Linked DNA regions of Macaca mulatta: region 2 is linked to region 1. Evidence: chromatin contacts called from public Hi-C data. All regions are on one chromosome and are shown on one strand. The core of a region is the stretch at or near the end of the contact, and the rest is flanking DNA. Distances in the headings are between cores, read along the strand shown. Region 1 holds the start of DDX59 (DEAD-box helicase 59). Region 2 holds the start of CAMSAP2 (calmodulin regulated spectrin associated protein family member 2).

Region 1 (5,020 bases), core at 716-3,215:
GTAGATTACATAGATTAATATACATATAGCATAATGGAAAAATATAGTAATATACATAACATAGCATAATGAAAAATCGTGTGTGTATAAAACACATTATATACACTTAGAAGAAACTGAGCCACTTAAGTGGTTTGTCCAGGCTCGCACAATTTTTTTTTTTTTTTTTTTTTGAGACGGAGTCTCGCTCTGTCGCCCAGGCTGGAGTGCAGTGGCTCGACCTCGGATCACTGCAAGCTCCGCCTCCCGGGTTTACGCCATTCTCCTGCCTCAGCCTCCGGAGTAGCTGGGACTATAGGCGCCCGCCACCACGCCCCGCTAATTTTTTGTATTTTTAGTAGAGACGGGGTTTCACCGTGTTAGCCAGGATGGTCTCAATCTCCTGACCTTGTGATCTGCCCGCCTCGGCCTCCCAAAGTGCTACAGGCGTGAGCCACCGCGCCAGTCGTGCTTGCACAATTCTTAAGTGTTACAGCCCTGGCACTCTGGATCCAGAGCACAAGCTCTCAACCATATGAGGACTAAGCTCTAATTTTTTATCTTACCCGAATTCCTTTCTAAGGGGTCTGGAGAGTCATGTCCTATAAACCATAAATTCTTATCAGATGGGTTTTATTTAAGCCAATACACAGTGACTGACTTTCCAATCTGACTCTGGCATAACAAGGAAGAAAATAAAAATGTTTTACCCCAAAATATATTTCCTTGCCATACCTTAAAATTGCCCTGCAAAGTCTCCTGTAGGAAAAATCCCCATTTTATAGAGAATTCCCTTCCCCGCTTTGTTTTCCTTCCTTCCTTCCTTCCCAGATCCAGGAGATAATCAACTAAGAGCCAGGAACCCTTTTAAGTCCAATATAAAACAATTTACAACCTGCTCTCTCTAAAGTCTGCTATCTAAGAGCTTCCTCTGCACAATAAAACTTGGTATCCACAATCCTTTATCTTCAGCCTGAACATTCCTTTTAATAACCTCAACCATCAACCAGATAATGTTTACATTTACCTATAGCCTGGAAGCCCCGGCTTTGAGTTGCCTTTCTAAACCAAACCAATGTATTTCTTAAATGTATTTGATTGATGTCTCATGCCTTCCTAAAATACATAAAACCAAGCTGTACCCCAACTGCCTTGGGCACATGTTCTCAGGACCTCCTGAGGACTGTCACTGGCCATGGTCGCTTGTATTTAGCTCAAAATAAATCTCTTCAAATATTTTTCTGAGTTTGATTCTTTTCATCAACCCCGATCTATACCCATTTACACCAAAAACATATCTGCAAAATTACAGTGATTGGGAAGAAGACTTTTAACCTAATCTGGGGACTATCAAATATCCTAACAAATGTTTTTCTTACAAAAATTCTTTGTTTAAACTGCCAGATTCCAACTTCCAGAAAAATTCCAACAGAAATGCAACTGTACGTGGGGTGGCGGGCAGCGCAGGCACGGCTCTATGCGAGCAGGAAAAAGCTTGGAACTCAAAAGTCTTCCAATGGCGAAAGGGAACGGGCTCATGCCGGGAGGGCGGGCAGCGGCGCAGCCTGCAAATCTCGCCAACGCCCCCCGCATCCCCGCACATTGGCGGGCCCTCCTCTCGGGCGTTGCCTCCCACCCACGCCCGGCGGCACCGCACCCCGAGGCGCTTCACGTCATGGAGCTGCTGAGAGACGGGCGGGGCTCCGGTTCCGGGTAGAGGCCTGGGACACGGGGAACTGTAAGGACGGGGCGGGGGGGGGGGCAGCGCAGAGGCACCCGTTCTCCCTCCGCGGCCTAGCGGCCGGGCTCCAGGAGAAAGGGCAGCAGGACGGCCAGGGGCCCGGGCTTCCGGGGCACGCTCACCAGCGCAGGCCTGAGGCCGCGTCCGCTCCCGCTCGGGGCCGGCTCCCCCTTCCAGGCTCCAGGCCAGGCTTCCGCCCGGCAAGCCCTGACCCGCTGGTCAGGACGGCGGCCCGGGACTGGTGGTGCGGAGCGGAGCGCACAATCCACTTCTCCGGGTTTTGGGAGGGGGCCGCAGCCCGCTTTCCGGGCGGTGGGGAGGCGGGGCCACCATGGGGGCGGAGCTCGGCTGGGAGCCGGCAGTGGCTTGGGAGGGAGGGATGAGGAGAGGGGCGGGAAGGCTCCTCGCGTTTTCACGCCCCCGCCCGGCTCTGGGCTGGCGGTAAATCTCGGAACCGGTCGGGATTGGGCGGGTTCTGGACGGAGGGGCACATTTGGGAATCCTTGGAATAATTTACGTAATGGAGTAGGCTGGGATTGGTGGTTAAGAGTCGGAACGTAAGCAAAGAAGCAGCAGGGCGGCGCGGGGCCTGGCACCCTTAGAAAGTGGGAAGTGTGAGTGTAAAAGGGAGGGGCGCTTCTTCCCGTTGGGCTCAAAAACCCTTTTCTGGCTTTAGTAGAGCCACTCAAAATTCAGAGTCAGCTTGATGTGGCGTATTTGATATGCTGGATAATATTTCCTGCACCACCGCACCCCTCCCCGCCAGCCCCAACACCAACAAGAAAGTAACACAAGTCACGGTTCTTGGTCCTTGTGGGCTGACATTTCCCTGTTTTGCCAACCTCTGGAGCCACGTGTCCCAAGCAGTTTGTAGTTGAGAAGTGATGGGGGAAAGGAGACAGCACGGGAGAGGAAGGAGGGAAGCCAGCTTACATTCAGGTGCCTTAAGTAAATATTTTCGATGTAATATTCGATACATACAAAATAGCTATTTACCAAATATGTAAAATGTAAAGTATACTAATGAAAGTATCACTCCACCACGTTATCAGTATTTAGCATGTATCCATGCATCTCCAGGATTCTACTCCTGGCCTCTTAGCTCACCACCATCTTCCGTTTTGTCCCTCTTTGTCATTTTTAGTGGTTTTATCATATTTGGATGCATTCCTAACTGTGTATTCGTGTATTTTTCTTTTTGAGCTTTATAAAATTATATATAGCCTGGAATTGCTTTTTATCGCTCAACATTTGTTTTTTTGATTCATCCAAGTTGTTAAGTGTATTAACAGAACATTTATTTCTTACTGCCCAGTCAAAAGGAAGTTTTCTCCTGTTGGGAATGTATTCAATACTGTAGCCGGTAGGATTATAAATGCGCTTTAAGTATTTTCTTTTTTGATAGGAATCACACAGACTAAATGTATCAACTTCCCAAGTTTGTAGGTCACATACCTATGACAGAACTCTTTTCCTGGGTTTTGTGAAATTTGTAATTGTTGTAATTTCTTTTGCCATTATAAAAAATATTCACTTTTGAACCTAATTTTTATTCATAATTCTGAATCTTTTTCTTTAAAAGCCTCACTCTTCTCCAATTATATAAGCTCATACCCCACAAAACCTGAATCTGCCCCTAGTAATTACTAACAGGGCTAGTAGGAGCATTCTTGTTCACCTTCTGTACTTGCGCTGGACTCTAATTTGAACCTAGGAGCAGCACTACGGCATCAGAGGCTATGGGGGCTGTTCAGCTTTCAAAGATAATGCAGAATTGTTTTCAAAGTGGTTGTACCAATCTGTACGGCCGCCAGTACCGACCACAATTCTCTCTAATCCTCGTTATTTTCACACTTCTTAGTTTTTGCTAGTCTACCCAGAATAAATACCATGTTTTTGTCTTCATTTGCATTTCGTAATTACTGATAAGGTTGAGCACTTTGAAATATGTTGATTATTCCTTCATGTTTTCTCTTCCCCTTCTAAGGGGGTGTGTGTGTGTATACATATATAAGTGTATATATAACGTATATATGTATATATAATGAATAACAATCTTGTTAATTGTGTGTGTTGCAGATATCTTTCTGTTTATAGTGTGCGTTTTAAAATAAAAAAAAATTTTTTTTACTTATTTTGAAAAAAAATCAACCTTATCAAAAAGTTTCAGGATTAATGAACTCCTGTATGCCCATCACATAGGTTCACAGTTTGCTATATTTGTGTGTAGGAGATACGATATATAAAAAATATGTATACTATATATATATATATTTTTTTTTTTTTCTGAACCATTTGGGAGTACGTTGTAGCATATGTCTCCAAAGACAATGATACTCTCTTTTATACTCACAGAAAAATGTTCCAATTGAGGTTGTTTGTTTTTTGAGACAAGGTCTCACTCTGTCACCCAGGCTGGAGTGCAGTGGTGCAATCTCGGCTCATTGCAACCACCTCCCGGGCTCAAGTGAGGCTCCCACCTCAGCATCCCGAGTAGCTAGGACTACAGGCACACCCCACCACGCCTGGAATTTTTTTGTTGTTAGAGATGGGGTTTTGCCATGTTGCCCAGAATGGTCTCCAACTGCTAGGCTCAAGCGATCCACCTGCCTTGGCCTCCCAAAGTGCTGGGATTACAGGTATGAGCCACTGGGCCTGGCTGAAATTTAGGTAGTTTAACATTGATATAGTACGAGTAGCTAACGTGCAGTCTTTATTGAAAATTTACCAGTTGTTCCATTAAGATGTTTTAGAGCTATTTTTTTCCCCTAATCCAGGATTTAGTCCAAAATATTTTCATTTTCTTTATGAAGTCTTTTTTTCCTCTCTCTGTTTTTTATTTTATTTTTTTAAAGAGACAGGATCTTCTCTCTGTCACTCAGGCTGGAGTACAGTAGCCCGATCATGCTGTATGGCTTGTCTATGGTCAATTTTTATATATTTTTAAAACCAGAGAAGAATGTTTATTTACCAATAGATAGATACATGATACTTGCAAATAAATCAAACTTGGTATTTCAGATATTTTGTGTCTTTACTAATGTTCATGTTCAGATTTCCCCATCAGTATTTCCCCATCAGTATTTCTCTTACCTGTTAGTAGATAAAATAGATCAAGCAATCCATCTCCCATTGTAAAGGTAGATGTGTTCATTTCTCCCTGTAGTCCGGCAATTTTAGTTTTGTGTATTTGGGGGGCCATTTTATTTTAGAATCAATATTTGTAAAGCAATTTAAGCATTAATGTGTCATAGAATCTTAGGTTTGAATGCATTCATCAGAGTCCAATCACCACCCCTT
Region 2 (5,020 bases), core at 1,526-4,025, 71 kb after region 1:
ACCACCCTGTGGCATATTATTCGTCTCACATTCTTTTCATATCCCACATTGTTAACAAGCCTTATCTGTTGTACCCTACTAGGTTTAAGGAGGAGTGTTTGCAGGGATTAAACAGAAACAAAGGGACCTGCTTTTTGACGGAGCTGCCCTCTGCCTTTACTAGTTGTGCAAAATAAGAGTAATTAAATTTTTTTCTGAGCCTTAGTTTTCTCATCTGTATAATGAAGATAATACAGGATTTTATAAATATTAAAATTAAATAATGCTAGCACTTTGGGAGGCTGAGGTGGGAGGATCCCTTGAGTCCAGGAGTTTGAGCCCAGCCTGGGCAACATAGGGAGACCTCATCTCTACAAAAAATAAACAAAATTAGCTGGGTGTGGTGATGTGTGCCTGTAGTCCCAGCTATATGGGAAGCTGAGGTGGGAGGATTACTTGAGCCCAGGAGGTTAAGACTGCAGTGAGCCGTGATTTCGCCATTGCATTCCAGCAGGGGCAACAAAGCAAGACCCTGTCTCAAAAAATAATAATAATAGGCTGGGCACGGTGGCTCACACCTGTAATTCCAGGGCTTTGGGAGGCTGAGGTTGGCGGATCACCTGAGGTCAGGAGTTCGAGACCAACATGGCCAACCTGGTGAAACCCCATCTCTACTAAAAATACAAAAAATCAGCTAGGTGTGGTGGGGCACACCTGTAGTCCCAGCTACTCAGGAGGCTGAGGCAGGAGAATTGCTTGAGCCCTGGAGGTGGACTGCACTGAGCTGAGATCTTGTCATCACTCTCCAGCCTGGGTGACTGAACAAGACTCCATCTCAATAATAATAATAACAATAATTTTAAAATAAGATTAGATAATGTATTAAAATGAGATGTGAGGAGCTAGTGATTTAAGTAAGCTCAGTGTGTGTTAACTTTGATAATATTCACATGTAGTCCATTAATTGAGCAATTATACTATGGGGCTGGGTACCGTGTAGGTGCTGGAGATATACCATCATCATGTCATCAATGGGAAAAACAGACAAGTAACTGATGATTGCCACACAATGTGACAAATGCTACGACAGAATTAAGAACAGGGTGCTCTGGGAACAACGGGGGAGGCACCTATGTGACAGCCCTGACTGGAAAGTTGTCAGCAGCTATCAGGGAAGGCTTCATGGAGGAAGTGACTACTGTGGAGTTTGAAGGTGCAGTAGGAGTAAGCTGGGTGGACAGAGGAACCACCCTGAGCAAGGAGGTAGAGATCTGAGAAGGGATGCTCATTGAAGAAAATAGCAGTTCTGACAAAATGAAGCTATAAAGGCCTGCAGATGCCAGGTCACAAAGGGCATTAGCTTGCTTTGTGAAAGAATTTATGCTCTTTTCTGAGCGAATGGGGAGGCATTGATGGATGTGTTCCCATCCCAGAGATAAAATTTAAGTGGAGAGCACTGAGTTAAGAAAATATCTGGATATCATGAAATTAACACAGGTTTGGAGCCCCCACAGATCCTCAGTGGTTAAGTTCCATGTACGACCTAATCACCTCCACCTCTCTTTCGTGGACAATCAGCAATGACATCTACCTCGCGAGGGCTAAAGTGCAGGTCAAGTTCGCTGCAAAGTGTGTGTCACATAATGAGCATTTTAAATAAATATCAACTCTTTTCTAAGAAGCACTAAGTAGAATATGAAAGCTATTGCCAGGCCTCTCCCTCCTCCCTGTCTTCCTTTTCCTCTCTCAGCAGTGCAGGCAGCAGCAGCCAAAAGCCAGGGACGTGGAGGATGTCCACTCAAGCGAGTACTCCAGAGCGATGATTAAAAGGCAGCCGCCCCGAATCCCGGGCGCGGGCGGGGAGCTAGGCTGGGCATGCTCAGTGGGCCGGCGACTGGAGGGAAGCAGGGCGGGGGCGGGGGCGGGGGTCGGAGCCGCGCGAGGGCGCATGCTCAGTCCCCGCATCTGTTCCTCCATCCAGTGCCGCAGCCGGAAAACCGCAGCGGCGGCGGCGGCGGCTGAGAGGGAACGACTCAGCGGGCTGCAGAAAGAGGGGCAGGAAAAAATTACAAGGACATAACTGATAAGACAGGAACTGAGAGCTTGGGATTCGCGGCCTCTCCCAGGCCACCACCTTCGCCGTCAGCAAGGGAGGAAGACCCGGGAGACGGCAGCGGCGACGGCGGCAGGGGAAGGAGACGGCGACGGGAGGGAGCGCAGAGGAGGGGACGGGTCGGCGGCGGCCTGCGAGCCGCAGTGATTTTGACGTTTTCCGCTGCTGCGTCTCCCGCGGGCCGCAGCCGGGCTGCGCTGGGTGGGCCAACTCGCCCTGTGCTTCCCCCTCGTCCCGCTCGTCCCTCCGGCCACCCGGGGCCTGAGGGGTCTCCCCGCTCCGAGGGAAGGGGAGAGGGAGGCGAGGGCGTGCGGGCATCGCGATGGCGGGGACATTTTCCACAACGTGATTGTTGAAGGTTTCCCCCACCCCCCCTCCCTTAAAATTCCGGGCCCTTCCAGCCTCCACCCTCCCCCAAGCCCGTGTGACTAAACCGAGACAAAGGGGAGGCGGCCTCGCTCACACGCGGGCTCGCGGGGCGGGTGGCTCGGAGGGGCGCGGGCGCGGGGCGGACCTCGCGCGGACGGACGGACGGACGGACGGACGGACGGAGACGGCGCCGCCACATTCCTATGCCCGGGAGCGGCGGCGGCGGCGGCTCCCGCGGGAGGCGGCAGGCGCGCGGCGCGGACAGCTGAGCTTCTCCCCCGTCGGCGCCCGGGCGGACGTCGCCCGGGCCCCGATGGTTTGAACTGCTTCTCCCTCCCGACCCCCGTGGCGGCGAGGCCACGCCATGTGAAGGTTAGGGCCGGGACATCCCAAGGAGCCGCCGTGAAAGATGGGGGATGCTGCAGACCCCAGGGAGATGAGAAAGACGTTCATTGTTCCAGCCATCAAGCCCTTTGACCACTATGATTTCTCCAGGGCCAAAATCGCCTGCAATCTGGCCTGGCTGGTGGCCAAAGCCTTTGGGACAGGTTAGTGGTGTCACCCCTTCCCTCCACTCTTCCTCCTGATGTGGTCCACATCCCGGTTTTTGTTCCCGATTCTCGAATCCCTCTCCGTGCCTGTCTTCTCGTACAGGTTCAGGGAGATGATGGGAGGCTAGAAAGAGAAAGAAAGGAGAAATACGGAAAGCAGGTTTGGTCTTCAATGAAGGGCACGTGAATGGTCAGGTGGGATTTGGCCAGATTCCTTTTATTGGATGGCAAAATGTTCACCACCACCACCCAGTGAGCAATTTTATGTTTTTACATAGAGTGGTTTTAATTTGTGGTATTTTCTTCATTGTGCTGCATACATTTCTGTCTCAGTCATAATTGTGATTACACCACCAAGAAATCTGACTTGGTTTCTTTATTATTGCGAGAGGGTGTATAGTGCATAGTACTGTATTGATTTTGACATTTGTAATGATGGCTGCTATTCAGGCTCCGTCGGATGTAAGGTGGCCTGTGTCGAGTGCAGTATTAATTTTTGTTGTCATTCTTTAAGGCTGTATCAGCCTTCTGCACACATGTTAAGTTCTTACTAAATCAATTATTTAAAACCAGTGTTCAGTTTGCTGACTGTAGGGTGCTGTTTTCATTTCCTATTGTCAGTGAGGCATATTCTTTTTTCCAAATGTATTTTGGCTTCATAAATTAAAAGAAACAGAAACTCCCTACTTTGGGAATTTTTTTAATAGAGGAGTTTTTTGAAGGCAAGTGCTGTTGACACAGAAATTGTGTAGTACAGTAGCAGTTAAACACTCCCTCCATAACCCAGTCTTTGCAAAATAACAGGAAAAGGGCCTCCCGTTGTGATTCTTTAGTGTTGCTTTAGGAGCCCATGTTGTGAAATGCTTAAAAAATTAGAGAGTTGCTTTTCATTGGAAGATGCTTCTGTAATTTGGTAACTTTTAAGAGTAATTTTACAAGATTTCTATTCCCTAGTTAGTGAATTTTAGATACATGAAATAATTTGTTGAAAAGTTCCGTAGTACTCACAAGTTTCCACATGTTAAATATAGGGTTTTTTAGGGGGGTGGTGACTAATTTCCAATTTTAGTACTATGTAATGTTTTGGTAAATGGTTTAGTTCAGTTTTATTGCTTAAACTTACACACAACTGAGTATCTTCAGGACTTACACACCCTACTTAAATAGCAGATTAATCTCAGTGTTTGGAAAATTATTTGAATTTGTTTTTGGGGAAACTTCCCATTGGTGTGATTTTATGTTTATGGCAGCCTTAATTTTACTTGAATTTTCATGCTTTGATATTAAACTGGCATCAGGAATAAATATAATACATCCTTTTCAACTAATTTATATTTTAAACATCTCTTTGAAATTAAATGTCTAGTGTAACTCATAGGAAGAAACACAAACTGTTACTGCCTTTATATAAAAACATTCTGGCACCACTGATAGAAGCAGTGAGAATAATAGATGTATGTTGGTTTTAACTTAAGCAGCACACGGAAGCTAGTATCTATTTGGATGGCAAATGAAGGCCATTTAAGTGCTTAGAAAACATGGAAAGAGGGAAATTTACATAGTCACCTATGTGGAAAGGTAGTATGTATGAAGTGGAAGGCAAAGGGAATAAGAGAAATATTTTCTTTCCATCTGGAATTGAGAGGATGCTTATAGGATACAGATGTCAAAATTTTGCCGTGCATACACAAAAGCTTCCAACTAGAAAATGGCCTACTTTCTGGATATGTGTCAGCCAGGTTGGTGGATTCTAGACCACTTGAACACACTGAACACACCTGAAGAAGAAAGGAAATGAAGGAAATCTAGTATCAGTGGAATCTGATGTCTGCCGCTGGATGCTTTGCATTAAGTTGTACATTGGGGATTCAAAACAGCTCTCTGATGTAGGTAGTGTGTTCCCCATTTAAAAAACAGGAGGAAGTCAGTACATTTGCACAAGATTAAACATCTGGCAAGTGATGTATTCTGCATGTCTGACTCTGAAGTCTTTGCTTATTACTCTATA

The links. A called contact is a pair of places that touch in the nucleus more often than the background predicts.
Region 2: a contact with region 1 is called in a Hi-C map of fetal cortex germinal zone, with 1.9 times the contacts expected there. The contact joins the promoter of CAMSAP2 here to the promoter of DDX59 in region 1. A contact is called at or near these places in 2 of 14 Hi-C or Micro-C datasets (fetal cortex germinal zone and fetal cortical plate).

Annotation. Positions count from the first base shown.
Region 1 is chr1:58,320,494-58,325,513 of T2T-MMU8v2.0, forward strand. DDX59 (DEAD-box helicase 59) reads right to left here and starts at 1,966. Exons shown (of 8, transcript XR_013417408.1): 1 at 1,843-1,966. It overlaps LOC144340888 (a long non-coding RNA gene), which reads left to right and starts at 2,478. Exons shown (of 4, transcript XR_013417429.1): 1 at 2,478-2,659.
Region 2 is chr1:58,391,117-58,396,136 of T2T-MMU8v2.0, forward strand. It overlaps CAMSAP2 (calmodulin regulated spectrin associated protein family member 2), which reads left to right and starts at 2,776. Exons shown (of 17, transcript NM_001266713.1): 1 at 2,776-3,009. The coding sequence starts at 2,871.